Linked DNA regions of Mus musculus: region 1 is linked to region 2. A link is a contact called in public Hi-C data. All regions are on one chromosome and are shown on one strand. Each heading gives the region's core, a stretch centred on a gene start, on an enhancer-like site or on the middle of the called end of the contact. The rest is flanking DNA. Distances are from core to core; before and after follow the strand shown. Region 1 has its middle 22 kb from the start of Gm35087. Region 2 holds the start of Zc3h3 (zinc finger CCCH type containing 3).

Region 1 (5,954 bases), core at 2,841-5,340, 310 kb after region 2:
CCCACATCAATCATCAATCAATAAGATGCCCTACAGGCTTGCCTACAAGCCAATTCTATGAAGGCATTTTTTTTTTTTAATTAAGATTTCTTCTTCCCATAGGACCCTAGATTAAGTCAAGTCGACATAAAAACTAGCCGGTGTGCTAGTTAATTATATAGTAAGATCTTGTTCCAAAAAAAAAAAACCAAAAAGGGAAAACTCCACATTTTATTATTTTTTAATTTGTATGTTTGCAATGTGCGTGTGTGTGTTCCCATGTATGTGGGTACATGTGCACATGTGAAGGGCAGATAGTGGGTGTCTTCCTCACTCTCTACCATATATAGTTTACACACTTATATCTCTCGCCATAACTCTCCAACATGACTGGTCTATCTAGCCGGCTTATTCTGGGGATCCCCACCTCTGCCTCTAGGATGGCAGGTGAGCTGATATACCTTCCTAGTGTTTCTTTAGGTTTTGGGGGTCCAAACTAAAGTTGTTTGGCTTGTGCAGCCAGTGCTTTGCCCACTGAGCATCTCCTTAACCCCTCAAACTGGATATTTAGCACAGTACATTGCTTTTAACAATGAGACTGCAGTCACCCGAGGCTCCGTACTGCTTGTCCTTGCTGCAGTTGAGCGCAGCTCACCCAGCGAGTTCCCAGTACATAAGCAAAAACTCTCTTTGTGCCCTCCTTCCTGGGCCACAAGGTCATGAGATACTCAGCCTGCATCCTTGCAATCTTGCCAAGTGTTTTGCATAACACTGATCCCCTCCTTCCAACCACTGAAGGTTGGTGCCTGGCTGTGAGTCCTGATGTTAAAGTCACATGGGGTTGGTTGCATCAGGGCCCACGTCTGGCACCAATCTCCATCACATTGGGACAGGCTTGGTGGTGCCATACTTGCCAAACACCCTGGTATCATAGTTTCATTTCTGTCGCTGTTATAAAACACTCTTTTAAAAACAAACAAACAAAAACAACAAACAAGCAACAACAGCAACAAAACCCACCCTAGGGCTGCAGAGATGGCTCAGCGGTTAAGAGCATTGACTGCTCTTCCAGAGGTCCTGAATTCAGTTCCCACCAACCACATGGTGGCTCACAACCATCTGTAATGGAGTCTGATGCCCTCTTCTGGTGTGTCTAAGAACAGCTACTGTGTATTCATACATTTAAAAAACACTAAACAAACAAACAAACAAAACACCCAAGGATAATAGGTTTATTTTAGTTCACTGTTCCAGGTTACAGCCCTTTACTGTGAAGCAGTCAAGATGTCGAGAGCCTGAAGCAGGGAGTCACAGTACATTTATAGTCCAAAGCAGAGAGAAATCAGTTCATGATCCCCTGCCTAAGGAATAGTGCTGCTCACAGTGGGCTGGGTCTTCCAACACCAATTACAAATCTAGACAATCTTTCACAAGCATGCTCAAAGGCTAACCTAGATAGAGACAATCCCCTCACTAAGGTCCCCTAGGACTTTCTAGATTGTGTCAAGTTGACAGCATCCCCAGCATCCCAGAGACTGAAGAGTTACAGCCTCTTCTCACTCGTGTCGCCTGCAGGGGTTGGCTGAGGCTCAGTTCTGTCATCTTTACTCCAGGACCTAGCCAACCATCTAGAGCAGTGTGGTTCTTCCTGACTGATGGTGGGGTAAGAGTGCTTAGCACTCTCTGGCACTAAATACCATTACCTCACTGGCTATTACTGGTGACACAGCCTAGTGGACCAGAAGAGGACAAGGCAGTGCTTCCCTCTGTTGTGTGACTGGAGACACAGGGGCATCAGTGCACAGTCCCAGTGACCACCCTACACCTCATGCCAGGGAAAGGGTTGTCTCAATTAGGGCTTTATTGCTGTGAAGAGACACCATGACCAAGGCAACTCTTATAAAGGAAAACATTGAATTGGGGCTGGCTTAGTTTCAGAGGTTTAGTCCATTATCATCATGGTGGGAAGCATGGCAGTGTGCAGGCAGACATGGTGCTGGAGGAGCCAGAATTCTATATCTCGATCCAAAGGCAGAGAAGGAGACTGTATTCCACACTGGGCAGAGCTTGAGCATAGGAGACCTCAAAGCCCACCCCCACTGTGACACACTCCCTCCAAGAAGGCTATATCTCCTAATAGTGCCACTCCCTATGGGCCATGAATTCAAACACATAAGTCTATGGGGGTCATATCTATTCAAACTACCACAAGGGTCTTGGTCGTGTGAGGTATAACCCCAAGTAGGATGAATGAGGCATGCGTGGATGATGGTTCTGCTTACGTCATGTGGTACCGATGTCGCTAAATACCACTCTATCTCTGCCAAGTGAAAAGCACTCTCCCCATCTAACAGGTTTGTTTGTTAGTTTGTTAGTGTGTTTGTTTGTTTGGGTGTCTTCAGAGTTATTAACCCTCTGAAAGCAGGCACCAGCCACTGAGGACCTTCAAGCTCTCTTGCACTGAAATGTTAGGGGATGTATGCACCACCCAGTACACATCTTAGTAGAATTTCCATACAGACATTTTATTTGTATAGTTCCACAGATCAATAAAATATTTTTAAGACCATGTGGAAAAAAGCCTCGAGTTTCCTTCCAAAAACAATGGATACACTGTTGCGATAGCTTTGCATAGCCAGAGGGCAACAAAGGAGTGCTTGGCTGAGCAGGTCAGGGGCTGGGGCTGGGAGCTCTGAGGCATCGCCCTTAGAGTTTTACAATTCATGTTCAAGCTTCTCTTTTTTCCTTTCCTTTCCTTTCCTTTCCTTTCCTTTCCTTTCCTTTCCTTTCCTTTCCTTTCCTTTCCTTTCCTTTCCTTTCCTTTCCTTTCCTTTCCTTCTCTCTCTCTCTCTTTCTTTCTTTCCTTTTTTTTTCTTTTGGATTTAGACACATTCTCTCATTTGAGATATTCTCCGAAGATGATGTCAGAAGGCACAGGCTATCAACCCATGGGGGGCCGTGACCTCTTCGGTGGTGAACAACCCTTCCACAGACGTTGCCTAAGACCATCAGCAGATGCAAGTGTTGGCATCAGGAGTCATAACAGTAGCAAAATCACCATTATAAAGTAGCAGTGAGATAACCTTATGGGTGGGGGGTCACCAAAACATTAGGAAGTGCACTAAAGGGTCGCAGCATTAGCAGGGTTAGAGCCTGCTGGCATAGGGAAATGTCAGATCCTTTAGAGGCCGGGTTGCAACCCTAAGGGGTCATGTGGGAGAGGATCTTGGAACATCATGGCACCAAACCTGCTTTGAGTGTCATCTACACTGTAGGCTGACTTCTCTTCCCAATGTTTTCCTACTTCCTGCTCAATCTTGTGGTCACATGCAAATCAGGCCTGTAGGTTCACTGGCTGAGGCTATAAGGCACCCACTATGTTTCCAGGGCTATTGTTCATCTCCTTTGACCAGTTGGTCATACAATCTTCCTCCTCATGCCCAAAGAGACTTGAATAAAACAAAATGCACATTCTTTTCCTTTATATATTATATGCAGTAACCGGGATCTATTTTTAATAAATACTCCAGGATTAAGAGCACTGGCTTACTGTTCCAGAAGACCTAGGCTTGATTCTTGGCATCCATATGGAGGCTCACCCCATCTGTAACTCCAATTCTAGGGGACTCCTCTGGCTTCCACAAATACCAGAACACACATGATACACAAGACATACATGCAGGCAAAATACTCACACACACGAAACGCAAATCCATCTAAAAATATTTTAAGAGAGAGTGTCTGTAGTGGTGGGGAGGGGCATGGTGGCACAAGCCTTTAATCTCAGCACTCAAGAGGCAGAGGTAGGTGAGTTCGAGGCCCATCTCCTCTCCATAGTGAGACCCTGTCTTAAAAAAGAGAGAGAAGTTATCAGTTAGAAGAACTCCTATTCAATGAGTTTCCTAAAGCTTTTCTGCCTGGGGTCACGGTGTTTGGCGATATGGAATCTTGTGTGTGAGGAGAGTCTGTTCCAGGATGCACTCACTGGCTGTTTGCTGTCCCCAGACAGCGACGTCTCTCCAGAGACCCTGGTCAGCTGTGTGTTCAAGTGTCAAGGGCACGGGTTGTTTGAGATGATGTCAGGCTGCCCAGGCCTTTGGTCCTGCAAGAGCTGAGGTGGCTCCTCTCAGATCCAACACAATACCCTCTTTCTTCTGTTGGCAACACGCATGAGCCAGGAGCCCTTGAGTTTGTTGGAACAAGAGCCTTTGCTACCCTCTGCTGGACGCGTCTCATAACAGCGCCTGGCTGCTTTGTTAAAATACACACATGAAGTCATGAAACAACTAAGGGAGAAGTCAGTGACACAACAGTGCATCTCAGAGGTGGCTCTGCGACTCCGCGACTCTGAGACTCTGCAGCTCTGCGGCTCCTCAGCCCAGGGGTCCTTGCTGGAGCAGCTCTGAGCTGGCCTCCAAGACAGAAGAAAGGTCAGGCCAGGGGAGAAATTTGAAGTGCTTTTAGCATATATCCCGATCTGTCTCTTGCAACCCCTGTCCTCAAGGAGGGCCAGGCAGGGCCTCAACTGGTGAGATGTGAGGGTGAAGACAGGGGCCCAGCCAGCAGCCTGGCCATCCAGTGTCGCCCAGGGCCCCAGGGCCCAACATCTTTTGACCAAACCTGAAAGAGGAACCCAGGGAAGGGAAGACGAGCCTAAGGTCCTTAATGACTCCCATCTATTCTTCTCTGACCTTCTGTGGCTAATAGTCCTTTAAACGGTGGCCCCATCCAGTCCTACAGCAAATGCCCTCTCTTGATACTGCACCACCCTCCTGGATATCTTGCTGACTCTTGTCATTTGGAGGATTCAGACTTTCCTCCTAACAGGCTCTGGAATGTGTGAGAATCAAGGCTGGTGAATTCAGCAAGCAGGGCTCTGATGGGGGCGTGGGAATCGTCCACTGTGTGCTTGGTGTTCCCAATCTGTTACGTTCTCATAGACAGAAATGTCCCTGTCCCAGCATTTGGGTACCTAGAGGCCCCATTAGGGAAGGGTTATACAGGGTTATATAAGTGACAAATGCCTGTAACCCCAGCATGTAGAGAGTTGAAGTAGGAGGGTCAAGTTCAAGGCCAGCTTGGGCTACACGATGAGGTCAAGGCTAGCTTGTGTGTACTAAGACCTTCTCAGAGAGAAAGAAGGAAAAAAAAATACAGATAAAAGATTCACCCACCCCCATGCCCCGTATGTCAGTTTACAGATGATGGTTGACTTCCAAGAGCTCCTGCAGATGAGCAATTGACTTTGTAATGCATAGATTTAAGAGGCTGGGCTGAGGAATGTTCAAGTCCCATCTTGCAGGTGCTTTTCCACATGATAAAGCTTTTATTCTGAGTGAATAAGAACAAGAAACCCTGTCCTTTGAGGAGATGTCCACGGAGACGAGCCACTGGCTGAACGTCGTACACACCTTTCATCCCAACACTCCAGATGCAGAGGCAGGCAGATCTCTATGAGTTTGAAGTCAGCCTAGTCTACATAGTGAGTTCCAGGACACCAGAGCTATACAGCGAGGTAGACCCTGTCTTAAAACAAAACATCTAGCAATTGGCTCACACTCCAATGAGGCTCTATCTTAAATAAGACGCATCTTAAATTTGGTGTTCTCTCAGTCACGTTGGGTCCCTTTTATCCCAGGAGTTGGGGACCCTCAGGACACCCTGCTGTGTCAGACAGGGAGACAGAGTGGGGCTGGAGATAAGAGGTTCTTCTACCTCAGAACCTTCTGGAGTGGATAGCCGGATACCTCCCATTCCTATCGAGGTGTGCTGTTCATTTTTTTGAGACAGGGTTTCTCTGTGTAACCCTGGCTGTCCTGGAACTCACTCTGTAGACAGGCTGGCCTCGAACTCAGAAATCCGCCTGCCTCTGCCTCCCGAGTGCTGGGATTAAAGGCGTGCACTACCACGCCCGGCGAGGTGTGCTGTTCTTTACGCCATCTGCCTGGAGCCTACAAATGCAGCTGACTGTGGAT
Region 2 (6,439 bases), core at 174-2,673:
GGGTGGCTGCCACCGAGTAGCTGATGAGTTGCCCAGGGCAGGGCCATTGCCGTGGAGTGTTTTATAGTCATCAATTAGACCTGAGAAGGCAGAATCACACGCTCAGTTACCTAGGAGATGTGAATAAAAACAGCACCAATCAAGACTACTACCCCTACCCTAATACTCCAGACCTGCTCGCCTTGCTGACTTGAGAGCAGTCCTAAGTGACTGGAAACCATGTAAAGTTCAGTCCAAATCTCTAGGCTTGTCAATTCTGTGAGCACTTCTCCATCACTATTAGTATTTGGCTTGCTTATCCTGAAGATGGCAGCTTTTGTGGTATGACTGCTTCTACCCCCTGGCCTATGAGATCTACAATGTTCTGAGAGCAAGTGTCACTCCCTATACCAAAAAAAAAAAAACAAAAAAAACAAAAAACAAAAAACAAAAAAAACCAAAAAAAAAAACAAAAAAACAAAAAAAAACAGTCAGGGACCAGAAACCTGTGGTGCCTGGGTAAGAACTGGACAAGTCTTCCACTGAGGCCCTGTAGTTTACCCACTCACGGGGAAAATTGCAGGACTGCACCATAGTGCATAACTGTCTTCTCAGAACTGACGCTTCTCTAACCCAGTACGTGACAGACAGAAATAAAAAACAAAAAAACAAAAACACAATGATGACCCAACAGCTAACTAACATCATCTCCTACAGAAAAACACCTGATACCACCACCACAAGGATTTTCCAATGAAGTGACTCATGGAGCCCTGGAAGAAGAGTGAAGGAACGCCAGCAGGCTCGCTGGATCCCCAATAACCAAACACACACACACACAGGGCCTGCCTCGACCCTCGAATCCTGCCAGACACCTCCGGTCGGGTGTTAGGGAAACGCACGAAGTAGTCTCAAATAGGAAGGCCACTTGGACTCTCCTTAGGACATGCTTTTGTGGGGGAAACTTTGAAAACGATATGAACGCTTATAAAGACCAACTTGAGTCTAAACATTTGAAGCTGAAGCTGGTGCCTGGGTAGTCAGCCCTGAGTACGTGGGGGCTGTGCCTGAATCGAGCCAAAGGCACTCAACGGCAGCGGAAGAGAAACGCTTCCGAGCCAGCCGAACCTGGAAGTCGGCTGCCGCGACCACTCGCTGGTAAGACCACCGTGCTATCATCTCCTGACAGCCCCTTGGAGGCCCGGCCCGCTCCCTCGCCCCGAAGCCTGGCGGGTCTGTCACGCGAGGGCCGAACCCGACTCGGCCGCTCCGATGCCCACCCATGACGACCATCGGGAGACCGCAACCGACAGCACTCGCTTCGGAGAGGGTCTACGGCGATCACAAGAAACAAGGGAACACACGGCCCGACCGCAGCCAGCTCACCCTGCAGGAGGCGTATCTGCCGCCGCAGCTGCTCCTTTTCCTCCATCTCCGGAGTCCGCGACGCCTAGCCAGACCCCCTCGACGTCATCGCCGCGCGACTGGTCCCCGCAGGCGGGGAGGAGAGAACGCCGAACTTCACTATGCGTGGACACGGGGTTGGAAGGCACCGTCGCCCCGGCAACCCTGGAAGGACGCATGCGCAGAACGAGAAAAATCCGTCATCTTGAAGCGCCCGGAAGTGGCCCGCAATCTGGCTTCTGCACCAATTCCTGCGCATCATTTCCACCGCTGGGGGTTCCTCGGAAGACTTGGAGGAGATAGGTTGCTAACAGTTTCCCCTAGACCCAGGAATTCCTTTTATCAATTTATTTGTTTGAGACAGGATGTATTTCTGGCTGGAGAGAAACATAACTGGGGAACTCGCTATGTAGACTAGGCTGGCCTCGAACTTACGGAAGTTCTCTTTCCTCTGCCTCCGGACCTGGAATCAAAGGGATGCCATTTTAACGCCTTTGCTGCCGCAGCAGCACGAGAACAGCGAAAAGGAATCGGAGGCAATTTTTTTTTTCGGATGATTACAGGTGTTAAGAAAATTCTTGAGGGCATTTAGTAGGAAAGGCTGCAACCTCTAGAAAATACTGAAAAAAAAAAAAAACTCACGGTAGTTACCACGTGATCAGACAGTCCCACGTCTAGGTGTATAACCAACGCGTAGAAAACACCGATTCTAACATATTTGTATGTCATTATTTATAATAGCTAACCCGAATGACTGTTTACATGGAAATGGGATATTATCCAGTGATTTGTTTTGTTAGAGACAGAATCTCGCTATGTACCTCTGTCTGTCCTGGAATTCCCTATGTAGACCAGGCTGGCCTGGAACTCTCAGAAATCTGCCTGCCTCTGCCACCCAAGTGCTGCAATTAAGAGTGTGCCACTATGTAGGAATGTGCAGTATCTTTGGAGCCCTAAGGCCTCAAGTCCGGCCAAGCCTCTACCAGTGAGCTACATCTGCATAGTCTACTGTTACGCCTGAAAAAGAAGTTCTAGAAGCTGGGTTTGATAGTGAATACCTGTAAGACAAGCATTAAGAAGTGAGGGTAGGGGCTGGTGAGATGGCTCAGTGGGTAAGAGCACCCGACTGCTCTTCCGAAGGTCCGGAGTTCAAATCCCAGCAACCACATGGTGGCTCACAACCATCTGTAACAAGATCTGACTCCCTCTTCTGTAGTGTCTGAAGACAGCTACAGTGTACTTACTTACATATAATAAATAAATAAATCTTTAAAAAAAAAAAAAGAAGAAGTGAGGGTAGATAGCCGGGCAGGCCGGGCAGTGATGGGACACACATTTAATCCTAGCATTCTAGAGACAGGCAGGTGCTCTGGAGGCAAAGGCAGGAGGATCTCTGAGTTCAAGGCCAGCATAATCTACAGAGAAAGTTCCAGGACAGCCAAGTTAGGCACTGAAGGAGTTGAAAAACAAAAGGTTGGTGATAATGTCATAAGACAAGGTGCCCATGTCCCAGCTCCAGCAAGCAGCAGAACTCAGCAGCTTCGGGCATGTGGCTCTGGCTTTAGAGTCAAGAATAGAAGGGACTACTGGGGCAATTGATGCTGTTTAGCTGGAGCTAAGAAATTAGTGGTGATTATGAAGAGACCAGCATCACTGAGGTGAAATCTTCTGGGAAGTATTTTCTAAAAGCAGAAAGAAGCTGTGTTCTAGAAATAGCCGGGGATGTACCTCATGCTGGAAGCCAGACTTGGTAATGTATAAGAATCACCCAAGTGGTACTAGTTTTGAAGGCGTAAAGTGTTATGGAGAGCAGCTTAGCTTGGCACTGTGAGATGCCAGGGAAGGCCATTGGTGAAAGTGCAGCTTGAGTTGCAGTTGATGGCCCAGGCCTGAGGGATCATGCAAAGAAGTTAAGGTCAGGTACCTTAAAGGGAGCCTATGAGAGGCTATTGACGACGCCTAATTGCAGTGAGAAATCCCAGCGTATTAGAGATGCCAGCACCGCACCATGGGATGACCACCAGGAACAGCAGCAGCAGTGGAATGGAGTCAACCAGAGCCTAGAGTGCTACAGAAGGCAGAGCTGGAGAAATGACAGGTCCCTTTGGAGGAACCCCGAAAATCGTGTGGATCCCAGACATTGAAACAAGAAACTATAAACATTGAAGTTGCTTTGGAGACCCTAAAATATTCCAGAGGCCAGAGTTATGTGATACCTGGTAAGGAAATCTGCTAATAGGGAGTGGAACCCACCAAAGAGAATTGTCAATTAAGCATAAATGAATTGAAATCAGACATGGAGATGCAGAGTTTGGAGTTTCCAGCTGGCATTTGGTCTTGCTTTTGTTCAGGATTTCCTCACTCTGATGTTTTGGAATGGTAATGTATATCCTGTGACTTTGGAAGTATGTGATCTGCTTTTTGATCTTGATTTATAAGAGATTACAGTTAAGTGTTTAGATGAATCTTAGAAGAGACTTTGAACTTTGGACTTTTAACATTGCTGAGACTAGGCTATGGGACTTTTGAAGTAAGACTAAATGTATTTTGCACTATACTATGGCTAGGTGTGGCCCCCATAGACTCAAGTGTTTGACCTAGCCTATGGGGGTCAGGGAGTGGAATGTGATAGTTTGAATATGCTTGGCCCAGGGAGTGGCACTACTAGGAGGTGAGGCCTTGCTGGTGTAGGTGTGACCTTGTTAGAAGAAGTGAGTCACTGTGGGGGAGGGCTTTAAGACCTTCCTCCTTGTTGCCAGGAAACAGTCTGCCCCTGGCTTCCTTTGGGTGAAGACAATAGGACTCTCAGCTCCTCTAGTACCATGCCTGCCTGGACACTGCCATACTTTCTGCCATGATAATACTGTGTAAGCCAGCCCCAATTAAATGTTGTCCTTTATAGGAGTTGCCTTAGTCATGGTGTCTTTTCACAGCAGTGGAAACCCTAAGACTCAGACTTCTGCAACTCTTCAACCTTCAGAATTCTGAGAGAAGCCAGCACCAGCCAGCAGCTCAGGGGAGAGGGAGACCTATTGCTTCCTGCTTAGCTGTGACTCTGTGATGAGCTATAAACTCACCTCATACTGAAAATGAACCATAACAGTTCATTTCTTACACATCTACCACGGACCTTCACAATAAGTAAAAGTAAAGGAAATTTCTTCAGGTTGACTATGGGAACTCAGTTCTGCAGTAATAAAAAAGTACAGGGAGTGGAAATGTGCTAGTTAAATGTAAACATCTTACTCGAAAACATATCTTCAGCAAAACAAAGTTTATGTATAAAGGGATGTATAAAATGTATAATGTAAAAATGTATATATTAACTCAGTGGTACAGATGCTTCCCATCCAACCTAATGACCTCAGTGTGACCCCTAGAATCTACTCGGCGGAAGGAGAAAACTGAGTCCTTAAAGAAGTCATCTGGCCGAACGTGGTGGCGCACGCCTTTAATCCCAGCACTCGGGAGGCAGAGGCAGGCGGATTTCTGAGTTCAAGGCCAGCCCGGTCTACAAAGTGAGTTCCAGGACAGCCAGGGCTATGCAGAGAAACCCTGTATCAGGGGGGAAAAAAAAAATGTCATCTGACCTCCAGGTACATACCATAGCATAGGTATGCAACCAAACACACAAATAAATAAATATGTTTCTATATGTGAGTAAAATGTCCACTGCGTCAAGAATTCATATGAATTGTGCTTCTAATGAAGAACCTGCTCACACAGACAAGGATATAACCCATGGCCTGAGCCCCACCTATTGAAGCTCCCATGGCACGTACACGCAATAACAGGGACTTTGAGGACCTCAGCAATCATGATAGAAATTGCAGGTAGCTGCACAGTGGTGGCACATGCCTTTGGTCCTAGCACTCGGGAGGCAGAGGCAGGTGGATCTCATGAGTTCCAGACTTGCCTGCTCTACAGAATGAGTTCCAGGACAACAACAGAGAAACCCTGTCTTGAAAAACAAACAAACAGCAGGGCATGGTGGTACACGCCTTTAATTCCAGCACTTGGGAGGTAGAGGCAGGCGGATTTCTGAGTTCGAGGCCAGCCTGGTCTATAGAGTGAGTTCCAGGATATCCAGGACTACACAGAAAAACACTGTGTCGAGAAAAAAAAGAAAGAAAAACAGACAAACAAATGAAAGACTGCAGGGCAGGTGGAGGTCTGCATGCAAGACTAAAAAGGCCCAACTTTCCAGATCAGAACAACAAACGGAGGCTGGGGAGTCTTGGCAAGAGGATGGCCACACAGAAGCTTCAGGAAGCAAGGTGAAAAGCCACTCTCATATGGGGCATCTCTATGGAGAGGTTGAATCTATCAGAACCATCTTTGCTTCCTGCTTCCTTTTTTTCCCAATCCTGTCTGTTTACCTTCAGACCTCGCTGTCATACTCTCAGCTGAACTTTAGAATGTTTCTGGTTCTTTCCAGTCATTTTCAGCCAGATGTACCCAGGGAGTAGCTAAGGAAACAAGCCCATGAGAGATTTACATGCCAGGAGTGGTGAACGTGGGTTGGCCCTGCCCATTTCTCAACACGTAACAAGACATAGGCCCTGGCAAACTCAGAGAAGAAAGAGGAAATATCCCAACGTGTGTGAGAGGGAGTCTCTTTTTTTTTTTTTTTTTTGAAGATTTGTTTTGATGTGTTTGTTTTGTCTGCTTGTATGTCTGCACCACATCCATGCAATGCCTAAGAAAGCTGGAAGAGGGCATTGGATCACCTGGACCTCTCGTTACAGGTGCTTATGAACTGCCGTGCGGGTGCTAAGAATCAAACACTGGTCCTCTACATGAGCAACAAGCGTTCTTAAGCTCTGAGCTACCTCTTCAGACCTCTACCAGCTACATGCAGGCGTTGTTCTTGTTGTTTTCCCTTATGAAGCACGTGTTCATTGGCCTAGCCCAGTCTTACTTCCCATAAATCCCCTGCATCTCCCATCTTGTAAAGAAGTTAAAGTTGCCCTCCTGGAAGATAAACAGCACATACTCCATTATGACTGTTTCTGTCCCTCCTCCAAATTCATATGCTGAGATCCTGGTCCTTTGT

The links. Hi-C and Micro-C count contacts between places; a contact is called where the count stands out from the background.
Region 1: a contact with region 2 is called in a Hi-C map of the N1E-115 cell line, with 8 times the contacts expected there. The contact joins the enhancer-like site here to the promoter of Zc3h3 in region 2. A contact is called at or near these places in 5 of 39 promoter capture datasets (the C10 cell line, cranial neural crest, frontonasal cranial neural crest and 2 more), 5 of 484 Hi-C or Micro-C datasets (the Ba/F3 cell line, the N1E-115 cell line, cerebellum and 2 more), 4 of 115 datasets of contacts at active chromatin or transcription factors (embryonic stem cells and pancreatic cancer cells) and 2 of 9 other capture datasets (adipose tissue and pancreatic islet).

Annotation. Positions count from the first base shown.
Region 1 is chr15:76,151,926-76,157,879 of GRCm38.p6, forward strand. No RefSeq gene overlaps it. Among named protein-coding and RNA genes, the nearest start is that of Gm35087, 22 kb to the left of the region's middle. Within about 2 kb of position 4,091, at least 82 of the 459 cell types and tissues checked have an H3K27ac peak or open chromatin away from gene starts, as enhancers often do. A contact at or near this core is called in the N1E-115 cell line, cerebellum and pancreatic cancer cells, where this site is marked.
Region 2 is chr15:75,840,485-75,846,923 of GRCm38.p6, forward strand. It overlaps Zc3h3 (zinc finger CCCH type containing 3), which reads right to left and starts at 1,424. Exons shown (of 12, transcript NM_172121.1): 1 at 1,366-1,424; 2 at 1-80. The coding sequence starts at 1,411. Gm34851 (a long non-coding RNA gene) reads left to right here and starts at 3,021. Exons shown (of 2, transcript XR_384203.2): 1 at 3,021-3,602; 2 at 4,317-4,686. Gm46523 (a long non-coding RNA gene) reads left to right here and starts at 5,484. Exons shown (of 2, transcript XR_001781723.1): 1 at 5,484-5,660; 2 at 6,132-6,439.